Linked DNA regions of Zea mays: all the other regions are linked to region 1. The links are chromatin contacts, called in public Hi-C maps. All regions are on one chromosome and are shown on one strand. Each heading gives the region's core, a stretch centred on a gene start, on an enhancer-like site or on the middle of the called end of the contact. The rest is flanking DNA. Distances are from core to core; before and after follow the strand shown. Region 1 holds the start of LOC541846 (glutathione transferase37). Region 2 holds the start of LOC100383082 (putative cytochrome P450 superfamily protein). Region 3 holds the start of LOC542634 (glutathione S-transferase GST 34).

Region 1 (4,237 bases), core at 1,209-3,708:
ATAAAATCGGATCGGCAGAGTCAAACCCGATTATTATTTGCAAAAGAAAGAAGATGAAACTGAGCCTGACATGACATTACATGGCAAAAAATATTTCACGGTGAAAACAATAGGAGGATGAAGTGGGGGTGGCGCATAGAGTCGGGGTTGCTATTTATGTGATGAAAAAAATGCAAAAACAGCAACCCAAATATCTCCGTAGACTTCTTGATAGTTGGTACGCGAACAACAGAAACTAAATAAAACCAAACCGAAGAGCCGAATCGGGGACAATAAAGGTGAAAAAGAACGGCAGGATGTATATACAATCCGATGAGAAGAGTAGGAAGCCAAGCATACAGGGAAGTACCATGGTACTGGCAGCGGAACAAGAGGTTCTCAAGGACCTTGAGGCAGGTCGGGTCATCGTCGACGGCGAGCACGCGCATGCCGACGGGGAACTGGTCCTTAGGTCGTGGCCGCCGCTGGCCCTTGCCTGCAGCTTCAGCTCGTCGACGGTCATCTCCGGCGGCTCCGGCTCGGCAAATCCAACAGCAGCGAAAGCCGCAGAACCAAGAAACCAAGCACCCGGATCACCCAAGGTCCCTCCTGTATGTACGCAGGTAGTAGGCAGGAAGGCAGGCTCACAAGGGCGGTTGTCTGGATCCTAGAAATCCAAGAAACGGTGGGGAAAGGCGGGAGGTCGAAGCAGGGGAGGAGAGGGAGAGCAGCACCAGGAGAACGCAGGCAGAGAGAGAGGGGCAGGCAGCAGCACTCACTCACGAGACCGTCCACCGCGATGCACTCTCTTGCCCGTGCCCTCATCCTCCCCTTCCCCCTCCACCTCCGCGGCGCCCGCGGTAACCTCGCCACGCCACATCGCGTGCGAGCACCAACCGTGGCGAGCATGGATCGAACGTCGAGGCGGGACGATGACGGCTAGCAACGCCGCGTCCATCACCGGCACCGCCACGCACGGCGTGACGAGGTCCGATGGGGGCATGGTGGTGAGGTTGAGGGGGAGCCAGCAGATCGGGCTCCAGTACGGCGACGGCTGTCGGCAGTCGCAGACTCACGCGCACAAAGCGTCGTGGGAGGGGGCGTCGCGGGGGAGGGTGGTGGGGGGCGGACAGCGGTTGTCTCGCGGAGTTGCGGCCATCGCGTGGGGGTGACAGGATGGGCGACGTGCGGGGCGAGTTGGGGCACGGTATTGCACCTGCTTGCCGGCCATGGCCGCCGTCGAGGTCATGGGATCAGAGGTTTCGTGTGGTGCGGTGAGCCACGGGGGTTACGCGGGGGAGGGGCATCGGGGGTGGAGACAGAACCGGGAATGGGAATAGGAATGAGAACGGTAGGAATGGGAATGACAGAACTAGTAATGGCAGCATACCCCTTACCTTCTTAATAGTAGTAAAGATATTACAAACTCTTTCAGTAGGAAAGAGGAACCAAACATGCCTTTCAACAGGAAAACTAATGGCACTCCTAGCTAAAGCATGAGCATCCTAATTAGATTGCCCACCTTCATGAACTAAACTTTAACCTTGTCAAAGTCTCCTGCTTAGAGTTGACTGACCACATGCTGGCAGATAGATGGCCCAAGGCCCAGCACCTACGGCAGCCCACGACGAGCTCGCCTAATCTTGTTATACTCCAGCAGCCTCTGCACGTCAGGTATCACCTCCCTGACGCCGTCGAGCGCGGCGAACCGGTCCGCCCACGCCGCCAGCAGCGGCGTCTTGGCGGGGTCGATGACCCTCACGCCACACATCACCTCAGACGCGCGCAGCCACCCGAGGAAGCCGCCTAGCACGACGTCCACGAGGCCAGCAGCGTCCCCGCCGAAGAACGCCTTGCCTCCGGAGCACTCATCGAACGCCCGCTCAAACTTCTCCAGCACGGCCACTACCTGCCTCGCCGCCGCGACCCTGTCCTCGCTCGTCCTGCCGTTGTAGACGGGTATCCAGGTGGGAAAGAGCTGCAATCCATTATCCAAGCCGCGCACAACTACCGGGGTCAGTCGACCAGTACGAAATCTGAAGTTGATTTGCAGCCGTGCAGTGCAGGGGAGGGGCGGCACGGTAATTAATACCTTGTCGTCGACGTAGGAGGCCCAGAAGCGGTCGACCGCGCGGCGGTACGGGTCGGCGGGGAGGAGGCAGGGGCCGCTGGCCGGGAAGGCCTCGTCGATATACTCCACGATGACCCGGGACTCGCAGACGGGCCTGCCGTCGTGGAGGAGCACCGGCACCTTCCCGTGCACGTGGTTGGAGGCGAGGAGGAGCTCGCTCTTGCTGTCCAGGTTGTCCTCCACGTATCGGTAGGCGAGGCCCTTGAGGTTTAGCGCGACGCGGGCCCTGATAACGAACGGGCTCGACCACACGCCGAGCACCTTCAGCTCTGGGTCTTTGTCCGCTTCTCGTCCTGCCATGGCTTGCTGTTAGAGCTTCAAGTGAGTGAGACAGTGACCTGTGAGTAGTCTGTAGTCTCGAGTTTCTTTGAACTCTGGACTATCCGTTCTGCGAACATCAGCATTCAGTCCATGGCTCCATGTAGATCGTCATCTGTTTTGGTCTTTTGGATCGGTGCGAACGTCCGGATTCGGTCCATGCGACCATGTGCATGGATCAGACGTACAGTTTGTGTACGTCATCCGTGACGTGCCCTCACTTCGACAAAAGGGCGGCCTACACGGGTAAATTTGTATTGACTTTGACTAACAGAGCGAGCATCTCTAAGAGACTAGTCAAATAGCTTGTCTAACTAAATTTTACTTATCCAATATTAAAATAACTTTTCAACAGTATCTGACTCGCTAAACTATCTGACTCTATAAATTAACTTATTCACTAGTTAAATTTGGCTAGCTACTCTGACTAGTCAAACTAAATAGATAATCTGGTAGAGTGATATGCTATATATAGAGTATAATCTTTATAAAAAGATAAATATAGAGTCAAATAGAAAGCGAAAAATAAAGAATCTCTCGAAGGTTTGAGTCTCTTTAATTTGCTTCCTAATGCTATTATTTTTAGCTGCATTCTTTATTTTTAAACTACTAGTAACTACATAACAAGAACTTTCTTCTAGAAAATGCACAACAGAAAAACCACATGTATAATTCACAACCGGTAAATGAAGGATCCAAACAGCCGACCAGAGTGGTGAATAGAAACCAATAAAATTTCTTTGCGCTTATACAATCTTGGCTTGTTTCATAATGCTACACTCAAACCTCCAAAACATTATTAAATGACACACAACAAATACATGGGCACCCACTAGTGCTTAATGTTCTCGGTGATGACCAAAGAACATAGCAAAACGTTCAAAACGGCTAGAATTCTGTTTGTAAGAAGAATATTTTAAAATCGGAAATTAAGCACTTAACCTTGGTGGGAATGAAGAGAATGCTCAAGCCAAAAACATATCAACCAACTTGTGATTGTTTTGGAAACGTTCCTAGGCCATATACGAGTCCAACGAAATAAACAGAATGCAAAACGTACACCGAAGCCTCCGTAATGATCCAAAGCTGTGTTGTTTACTCAGGTTGTTTTCACCACCCCGAACCGTATTCTAAAATGAAAATTCGATCTAAACTTACCCTGACTGAGCTAAAATTTTGTAGACACCTTCACAAGAGAGTTTCAAAGGTGTGCATAAAATTTGAGCTAAAAATATTTAGACTTCAAAGTCGGAAATGAAAATATGAATTTGAATAAGAGATTTCACAAAATAGCTCAAGAGATTGGAAAATCGTGCTCTCGGTGAATCAGCTCACACCACTTGGTGACAATGATCCTAAGAGGACCTAGCATGTTTGTATCTAGCCCAAATGCCTCCAACAACTCAGATCCTTAAAATCTCTCAAAACACCAAAACAAAGAGCTTGGGAGGAGAAATCAAAGAGACAACTTCAAGCCATCAAAGATGCAAAGGGAGATACTTCAAAAATATACCACATGAGGTCACAGTGCGATTAAGAAGACACTTTCTAAATCACAAAAACATAAGTGTCAAGTACAAGAGCACGTATAGATCTCCTAACAACAAAAACTAGAGAATAAAACACTAAAATAAGCAAGCTAAAGAGATAGATATCCCTTCTCTGCTATTTATAGAAGGTCATTCCTACCTCAACTAACCCTTGATACATAAAGTCTATCCACTCAGTCGAAGCAAAATGGCCCAACTCTTGAAGCTTTGATCTAATGACTACACACTCTTCACAAAGTTGCTTCGCCTTAACACAACC
Region 2 (4,237 bases), core at 1,084-3,583, 370 kb after region 1:
ATTCTTAACCTTTAAAAGATGCTAACAAGAGCATAAAATGATAATTAATGATTTTGCGTCTTAATATATCTTATCATAACATGTTTACTCCGTAGCAACGCACGGGCATACACCTAGTGATTAATTAATTGATCATCTATGATCTATCTCTATTCATGCTCTGCAGTCTGCAGGCGCATGCGGGCGACCCCGGCCCGGCAGGCGAGCGGCGGCGACCACGGGGGCTTTAGACCGGGATTGAAAATGCACCGTATTATTACTGTTGGTTACTCTAGTATTTATTCCAATCCATATATAGTGAGGTAAATGATAGAGTATCCAAATAATGTTTTAATAATCTTGACTAAAATATCCTTAAATATCATCAATATTTTTTTTGCATGGTCCACGTCTGATATATTTTCTGAACAGAGGAACTGGTGGTCCTTGCAACTTGCAAGCACGGTAAGGAACCTCTTTAATTTGAATATAGTTCCTAGCTCACTAATTTTGGTTATGGTCCACGACTTAAGTTAACCGCGATCGGTTCCTCCTACTTTTTAACCATTCTTGTCAACTGACGAAGGGTACTATTCTAGTATTCTTGTTTCACGCACACCGACCGATAAGCGATGACCCAAGTCGGTCGCCGTCATCCTACCTTGTGGCGTTCTTGACAAGATCAATATTTTCACCTTGAATGTAACTTCACTCGGCCGGCGATATATGTGGCTACTACTACTACGTGCCAAATCATCTAACAATGTACCGGGGACAAGTTCAAAGTGTTAGGATAAAGTTCCTCGTCACGTATCCTCCACGTACTACTGGATCTGGTTCAAACGCCTAAAAACATTCAATCTCTAAATTTGGACACCTGTGCAACTCATGCTCCTATCTTCGCCAGGCCCCCTACCTTGTAAATAAGGGTACTATTAATAGTATAAACTAGTTACTATCCCAAAAACAGTTTCTTTATTAACTTCTATCATATACTCAATCGGTCCCAAACTAGAATCCGTTTGATTTTTTGTGCCACGTTTGACCACTCGTCCTATTAAAAAAATTATAAAAAAAAATCCAAAACCACTTAAACTATATTATATGCTAAATAATATTAAAAAGTAATAATAATATTTTTTTTGAATAAGACGAGTCAACCAAACTTAAAGTAAAAAATCGAAAGAATTATAAATTGAAACGGAGGTAGTAACTTATAATATAAATAATCTTATATGATATTTTAATATAATCTTAAAAATGACCAGTTTCATGAAAATAGTATTCCTCTTTCTTATTGAAATATAAAATAATATACTTAGAGTTCGCGTATTATAGCTCATCGTTGAAGCTGCCCTAAAGATATTTGATCTGGCAACCTTATAATAAACCCAAATATTTTTTTCAACCCTGCCAGGCTGTCGGCACGCGTTTCGCCTAAACATTGTCGGCTGAAAAGTAAGGGTGGTCAAAGGTGCGTGCTCAATGTGAGCATAACAAAAGTTTGTAGACACCAATAAATATTAGTTCTTCCCTAATACAAAAACTTAGGACGAGTAGAGATTAGAATTATAATCGAAGCGTGCGAACCTAGAATTTTTAAATTTAACCCGTCTATTTTTATATTTACGGAAAAATATGAAAATATGACGGAAGTGAGAGAGGGTTTATTCCCTCCGTTTTTGCGGGATCCTGTTTTTATCCGGATTGAATGTGTATTTGATAAATATAGGACAAGACTAATATGCATTAATATATAAACTAAAGCCTCGTGTCTTTAGGTGATAAATTATAGCAAAAGTGGTCATTGTAACCATCGGTTCTTTCCAATGTAAAGTGGTGTAAAGTTTTAAACAACATCGGATATAGTTAAATGTACATCATTAGCAATCAAACAATAATAAAATGTTGCCTCTCTGTATCTATTTGTTTTATGTTATTGTCCAACCAATCAATCACTAGTTAACCATCAATATCATTTATGTTTGTATTAAATTACGAGTTTCCGTTAGTATCCATTTTCATTTGTTTTCGCAATTCCGTTTATCCTAATTCTGTTTTCGTTCTCGACTATTTCGGACTGATGATAAAATGCGGATATAGATCCGTTTTCATCGCAATCGCTGTGGCTGCCAAGACTTCAAATGTCATGCTCACGTAACATATATAGTAGCGTGGAAAAATAAATAATGTTGGGGGTTGCTATGGGATGACTTCAAAATATGCTTTCTTTTGGAGGTTGTGGGGTGGAGCTAACGACACGATGACGAATTGAGAACGAGTGAGAGAGGCGATCACTTCTATATATATACAACAACCATCTCATAAGAGCCGGAGCCACAGCCAAATGATACTCTTTGGTTAGCCAGCCGAAATTCTCTAGCCTGGCAGCAGCCATGGGAGAAGCACAAGACTACTACGACACCTCCACGGCTCTGGCCGCCGCCGCCGCCGCCGCCGCCGGCCTCGCGCTGCTCGCGGTCTGCTCGTACTACCTGCTCGTCGGGCGGCGCCGCGGCGGCGGCGGCGGCAAGGCGCCGAAGCGGTACGCGCCGGTGGTGGGGACGGTGTTCCACCAGCTGTACCACGTCCGGCGGCTGCACGACTACCACACGGACCTGTTCCGGGAGCGCAAGACCTTCCAGCTGCTGGTGCCGGCCGGCCGGCGGCAGATATACACGTGCGACCCCGCCGTGGTCGAGCACATCCTCAGGACCAACTTCGCCAACTACGGCAAGGTACGTGAGAGACACCCGCTCCTCCGGCGCTCCCTCTGCCGTTGTTAGGCTTTCCTCCGACGTCGCAACTTGTGGAGGCTGAACGGCATCACAAGATTGGGTTTGTGGTGCGCTCTAGTCCTCCGCCATACGCGCGCCATCACAAAACTTTGTAGCCCGGCCGAACCGATCTCGATCGATGCTCGATAAGCTAGCGTGTGTTTTGGTTTTAGGATTTTGTGGGATGGGTCACAGTGTCACACATCACAGCACATCCATCCTGATAGTGATTGGATGGAGTACGTGAATCCGTTTTCCGTTTCGTTACATGAGTTGGGTCGTCCATCCCCCTATTTCTTTTTTGGGGTAGGATAAAATGTCTTGCAGTAGCATCCTCCAATTTTCATTTTCTATCTTGCGTTCTCTTCTGCGGGCTGAGCCAAATCGCGCGCGCCGAATTCCGTCCGCGGGGAGCGCAACCTCCGGCGAGCTTCGCCCTGCGACTCTGGCGAGCAGCTGAGCTTTGCCGCCGTGACCCTGATCTCCGCGCCGTGAAGTGGGTCACGTCTTCCCCTCCCCTCCGTACCGTTCCAACCTCCGTCTACACAATACTCAGCTGATGTCGCGGTGGATGTGGATCTAACTGACTTGAATCTCCAACCAAACACTGCCAAATCTGGGTCCAATCTATCCCAACCCACAGATAAAGCCTCAACCCAAACGAATTTAGGTAATTTCAATCAAATTGCGTGAATCTAGAGCATCTATATTTTGAAACTTAAATCCAATCCCGAAACCCTAAACATAATATAAGAGCTAGTTTTAAAACTTAAATCCAATCCCGAAGATTGTGAAGAAAATGGGTTAATTTTTCACTCAGTCTCCGGAAATCTAGTGGATTTAAGTTCCTAAACTAACCTTAAAAAAGAAAAGACACGGGGTGGAAACCGCCATGCTGGTCACCTGTCTGATTTTTGGAAGATGAGGAAGGAGTTCCATCCAATTTTGTTGGTGAGGAAGAAAAAATTAACTTGTGCGAGAGTTTGGTCAAAATTGACATTTTCCAGTTTGTTTTATGTGGTCCACTGGTAACCAGCCCCTGAAACCCGATCAACGCAAAATGATTGAAGAGACCACTTTTTGGTTTGACAATGAATGGGCCTCCATTAAAGCATGTGTTTTTCTATGGACCTTTAATGGGCCCTCCGATTCTAGAGCAAGCTAACGAGTCTATTCTAGTCTAGTTTCCGAATTTCCTTGCTTGTTTCCGGCTGATGACGATGACGATGACGCGTGCTTCATCTGGACCGTACAGGGAAGCTTCAACTACGAGAACATGACTGACCTGCTCGGCGACGGCATCTTCGCCGTGGACGGCGACAAGTGGAGGCAGCAGCGGAAGATCGCCAGCTACGACTTCTCCACGAGGGCGCTGCGCGACTTCAGCGGCTCGGTCTTCAAGAGGAACGCCGCGAGGCTCGCCGGCATCGTCTCCGGCAAGGCGGCGTCCGGGCAGCCCATGGAGTTCCAGGGCCTCGCGC
Region 3 (4,237 bases), core at 624-3,123, 270 kb after region 1:
CTTTGAGCTGAAGGTCCTCTTGGGAGAAGGTAATAGGAATGTGAGACCATCTTGACTTGATGAAGGGTCCTTGCACCCCAACATGTTGTACCCTTCTCTGTGCTTCCTTCTTTTGTTTCTTGTTAGCTGGTTCTGAGGACGAGCCACCTGTGATCGGGAGCACCAGCTTCGGGTCCGAAGCAGCTCCAGTTTGGTCGTTGAACGAAGCCATTAGCTCAAAAAAGTGGAAGTGAGTTCACCGGAGGTGGGCGCCAATGTTGGGGACTTGTTCTCAAATGCTATGAATTAAGAACAAGACAACATAATATGTTAAATGTCAATGTCCTTCGTCCATGAAACATTATTCCCTTGAGGATAATGGGCCTTGGACGAAGGCTAATAAGAGCATAATTACGAAGTTTAAGTCTTCGTAATAAAATTTCAGTAAAAATTATAAGATAACATAAAAAGGTATAAAGGGGATAAATACATCATAGACAAATTACATTGTATCTATTTAATGTATTGAATCATTGAATACATTAATACCTTTGCCTTGGCAAAAGGTTGGATTCCAGAAGATGCGATTGCAATAACTCGAATGCGTGAACAGTAATGGAATACTGTTCACTATTTATAGGCACAGGACGCAGCCTGTGAGGAATTACAAGTAAGCCCCTTATAAAAACTTACAACATTGACTCAGACCTTTATGGACTAAAAGGTCATTCTATCTTTAAGTCGGTTTGCAATACCGAAGCTTCACAAAGAGGAACCTTCGGCCATTTTATACAAACAGCTTCCGTCGAAGACTGCTTCTCCCTGCAAGACCTTCGGCGACGAAGCATAGGCCCAACAGGAATTATTGCTCTCTGTCAAGGCAAAGGTATAAATGTAATCAAACACCATGTTTTAATATCTCAGTTTATAAGATAAAATGAGCTATTCTTAATATTCTTTAACGTTTTATATTTTATTCTGCGTTATTTTACTTCTAACTACGAATGTGAGACCTTTGTAGTTCATCATCTTTAACCTTCGTCCGAAGCTCATTAAATCCTCAGGGAAATAATACTTCAGCGGACAAAGGGTTTTAATATTTAACATTTTATGTTGCCTTGTTTTCAATTTATAGCATTTGAGAACAAGTCCCCAACAGGAAGTTAGTAGCTTCACGCCATCAGCTGACTAACTTCCTACGACTTACTGTAGCCCGTAGGAAGTTAGTTGGGCTGACTGTAGCCCATAAGAAGTTAGCGGCTTGTTTGACCACACGCTTGAGTTAGCATGTGAAAGCTAACTTCTTACAATTTTTATAAAACACCGTAGGAAGTTATGTTTATTTCCTAGAGCTACCAATTGCCTCTCGGAAGTTATTTATATTTTCTACGGTTTATTATAAAAGCTGTATGAAGTTAAAAAACCGTAGGAAGTTTTTGTTTTTGTGTAGTGCTTCTAGTCTAGTTCATAGAAAAGGAGAAAAATGTTCATTTTTTCTGTCAACTCTTTGTCTCTCTCTCTTCCTGTTTGATTAGGAAACGGTTGACTGACTGGCAAGGTGTACTGTTCTGAACTGGTCGACCGCACAAAATCCAGCACACAGCAGCTTCCTCATCTGGAAATGCAAGGTACGACGCTCAAAAAAGAGGCAGTTGTGTCCGGAGGAAGTAAAAATCCTCTAAGTACAGAGGATCCGCTCGCGTGTCCGGAACATGACGCACGCAAGGACGTCTAGAATCTCTAGATAGCCCGTGGAGAAAAAGGGAAAAGAACGAGCGAGAGCTCATATATCCACATGCAACTCGCAGCAAACTTGTCCTCAGGGTATATTTGTAGGTCACGATTCACGACGGAAACAGTAGTGCTGTCACCTGTCAGTAGAGCTCTCCCCTGGGCCAAGAACTCGATCCGAGCAAAAAAATGTCGGAGGCCGCCGTGCGAGTGATCGGCCTATGGCCGAGCCCGTTCGTGATCCGCGTCCTGATCGCGCTGAAGCTGAAGCATGTGGAGTACGAGTTCGTGGAGGAGGTGGTGGGCAGCAAGAGCGAGCTGCTGCTCGCGTCGAACCCGGTGCACAAGAAGATCCCCGTCCTGCTCCACCACGGCAAGCCCCTCTCCGAGTCCCTAATCATCGTTCAGTACATCGACGAGGTCTGGTCCTCCGGCGCGCCGGCGGCCATCCTCCCCGCCGACCCTTACGCGCGCGCTGTCCAGCGGTTCTGGGCGCAGTACGTCGACGACAAGGTAGCTAGCTAGTCGACTCGAACCGACCGACCGAGCTCTTCCTCTGATCGAGCACGCAATTCTGATCGGTTCTCCACAGAAATTTAGCAATGATGGTTTCCCGGCTGGCTGGTTGACGTGTACGTATACGCAGATGCACCCGGCGATCCGCGTACTGAAGGGAACGTACGACGGGGACAAGGAGCAGGCGGCGGGGCAGCTGTCCGCGGCCCTGCAGCTCCTGGAGGAGGCTTTCGCGCAGCTCGGCCAGGGGAAGCGCTACTTCGGCGGGGACAGCGTCGGGTACCTGGACATCGCCCTGGTGTCGCACGTCGGCTGGGTGAAGGCGGTGGAGAAGATCGCGGGGGTCACTCTGCTGGACGAGGCGAAGGTTCCCAACCTGGTGGCGTGGGCTGACCGGCTGTGCGCCCACCCGGCCGTGGTGGACGCGATCCCTGACGCCGACAAGTTCGTTGAGTTCAGCGTGACCTATGGGTCGTTCTCTTAATCCTATCAATGCTCCCAAAGTGAGCAAAATGGCTCCGCATTGCGCTTTGTGATTTTCACTGCGCATGTGCCGGTGCATGTCACCGTCAATAGCATGTAGTTTGTATACATGTCCTTCTGTGAAAATAAAGCTTTGCTGCCCGTCAAAGGGAAATCGACATATATATACACTAGTGGCTCGATCTGTATTCTTCAGTGCAAAGCTTACTGTTCTGAACTCGTACATTCCATTTCAGTTTCAAGGATAAAGTCCAGTTTAACAAAACAACAACACGACCGGGCGCATATGCCTAGGCTTCCTGCTGGCGGCAACATCGTGCGCATTCTCTCGCTGCTCCAGCGGCGCCGCTCATCTGCCAGCTGCGCGCCGGTAGCGGTCGTCCGCCTCAGCACCCGGCAGCACAAGCTGACGATGCTCCTCGTTGAACTCTCGCGTTCCTCTCATCTATAGATGTCCAAACAGCGCGGGTCGCCCGTTTGGCCCGTGACCCGACACGATTTTGGTCCGGTCCAAGCACGGTCCGGCACGGTTAATAACGGGTTCGGGTCGGCACGGCCCGTTAAGCGGGCCGGGTTTGGACGGCTACGAAGGCCCGCGTGCTATGGCCCGGCCCGGCACGAGCTGCAGGCCGGCACGGTGGCGGCCCGTAAGCCAGCCACAGACAGCCTAGCCCTGCGGTTGCACTCGAGGTTGACGACGACGCCGGCTGTTACTGTCGGCGGCAAGAAGTACGTACGTACACGGCTGCCACCTTCTTCGCTGTCGCCACGTCTGAAGTCTAAACAAAGTCGACGTACACGACCAGTCGATCGAGTGCTCTAGCCTGACTTGATTTGGTGGCTGCGCAGCAGAGAGCACGCAGCAGCCGTCACCACCACCGCGACCTACAAATTGAAGAGCGAGGCACCATGGCTGGCTGCACTGCACACCTCCACGAAAGACAGACACTAGCTAGCTAGTGATTCGATCCGAGTGGCACGCGGGCCCCATGCATGCATGTCGTGCTGCCTCACGAGATGGCGACGTCGCACGCCATGCTCTGGAACGGCCGCGCAGACGACGGCGGAGAGAGGGCGATGACCACGGGCGAGCAGAACGCCTGCAGGGAGTAGCGCCTGCTCCTGACGCCGCCGGTCTCGAAACAGTGCGGGCCAGTGTTGGACACGGCCCGTTAGGTACGGTGGGCTTTCGGGCCGGCCCGGCACGATCTAGACATGAACGTGCCGTGTTTGGGCACACAGCTGAGCACGTGGACCGGCACGGCCCGACCCGATCCATTAACGGGTCGTGCCTGGCCCGACACTATTTGGATCGGGCCGAATCGGGTTCGGGTCGGGCCCGTGCCGGGTGGCCCGTTTGGACATCTATACTCTCATCTCCCCTTTCTTGTCCTTCTCTCATGGCACTTATGGATGGATTTATGTATGCTTGTTATTGGCCGCTGTAGGACTCTCTAGTTTTGTTCTTTTATTATCGTGCAGTTTTTCGAGAAAAAATATCAGAAAAAATTAAAACAATCTTGAAGTC

What was found. A called contact is a pair of places that touch in the nucleus more often than the background predicts.
Region 2: a contact with region 1 is called in a Hi-C map of bundle sheath, with 2.7 times the contacts expected there. The contact joins the promoter of LOC100383082 here to the promoter of LOC541846 in region 1. A contact is called at or near these places in 2 of 25 Hi-C or Micro-C datasets (bundle sheath and leaf).
Region 3: a Hi-C map of ear shows a contact between it and region 1, with 3 times the contacts expected there. The contact joins the promoter of LOC542634 here to the promoter of LOC541846 in region 1. A contact is called at or near these places in 2 of 25 Hi-C or Micro-C datasets (bundle sheath and ear).

What each region holds. Positions count from the first base shown.
Region 1 is chr1:82,374,177-82,378,413 of Zm-B73-REFERENCE-NAM-5.0, reverse strand. It overlaps LOC541846 (glutathione transferase37), which reads right to left and starts at 2,458. Exons shown (of 2, transcript NM_001158757.2): 1 at 2,072-2,458; 2 at 1,358-1,957. The coding sequence starts at 2,410. The coding sequence ends at 1,592. It also overlaps the pseudogene LOC100217074.
Region 2 is chr1:82,006,919-82,011,155 of Zm-B73-REFERENCE-NAM-5.0, reverse strand. LOC100383082 (putative cytochrome P450 superfamily protein) reads left to right here and starts at 2,333. Exons shown (of 5, transcript NM_001175753.1): 1 at 2,333-2,717; 2 at 4,012-4,237. The coding sequence starts at 2,376.
Region 3 is chr1:82,101,158-82,105,394 of Zm-B73-REFERENCE-NAM-5.0, reverse strand. It overlaps LOC542634 (glutathione S-transferase GST 34), which reads left to right and starts at 1,873. Exons shown (of 2, transcript NM_001112159.1): 1 at 1,873-2,223; 2 at 2,357-2,871. The coding sequence starts at 1,900. The coding sequence ends at 2,710.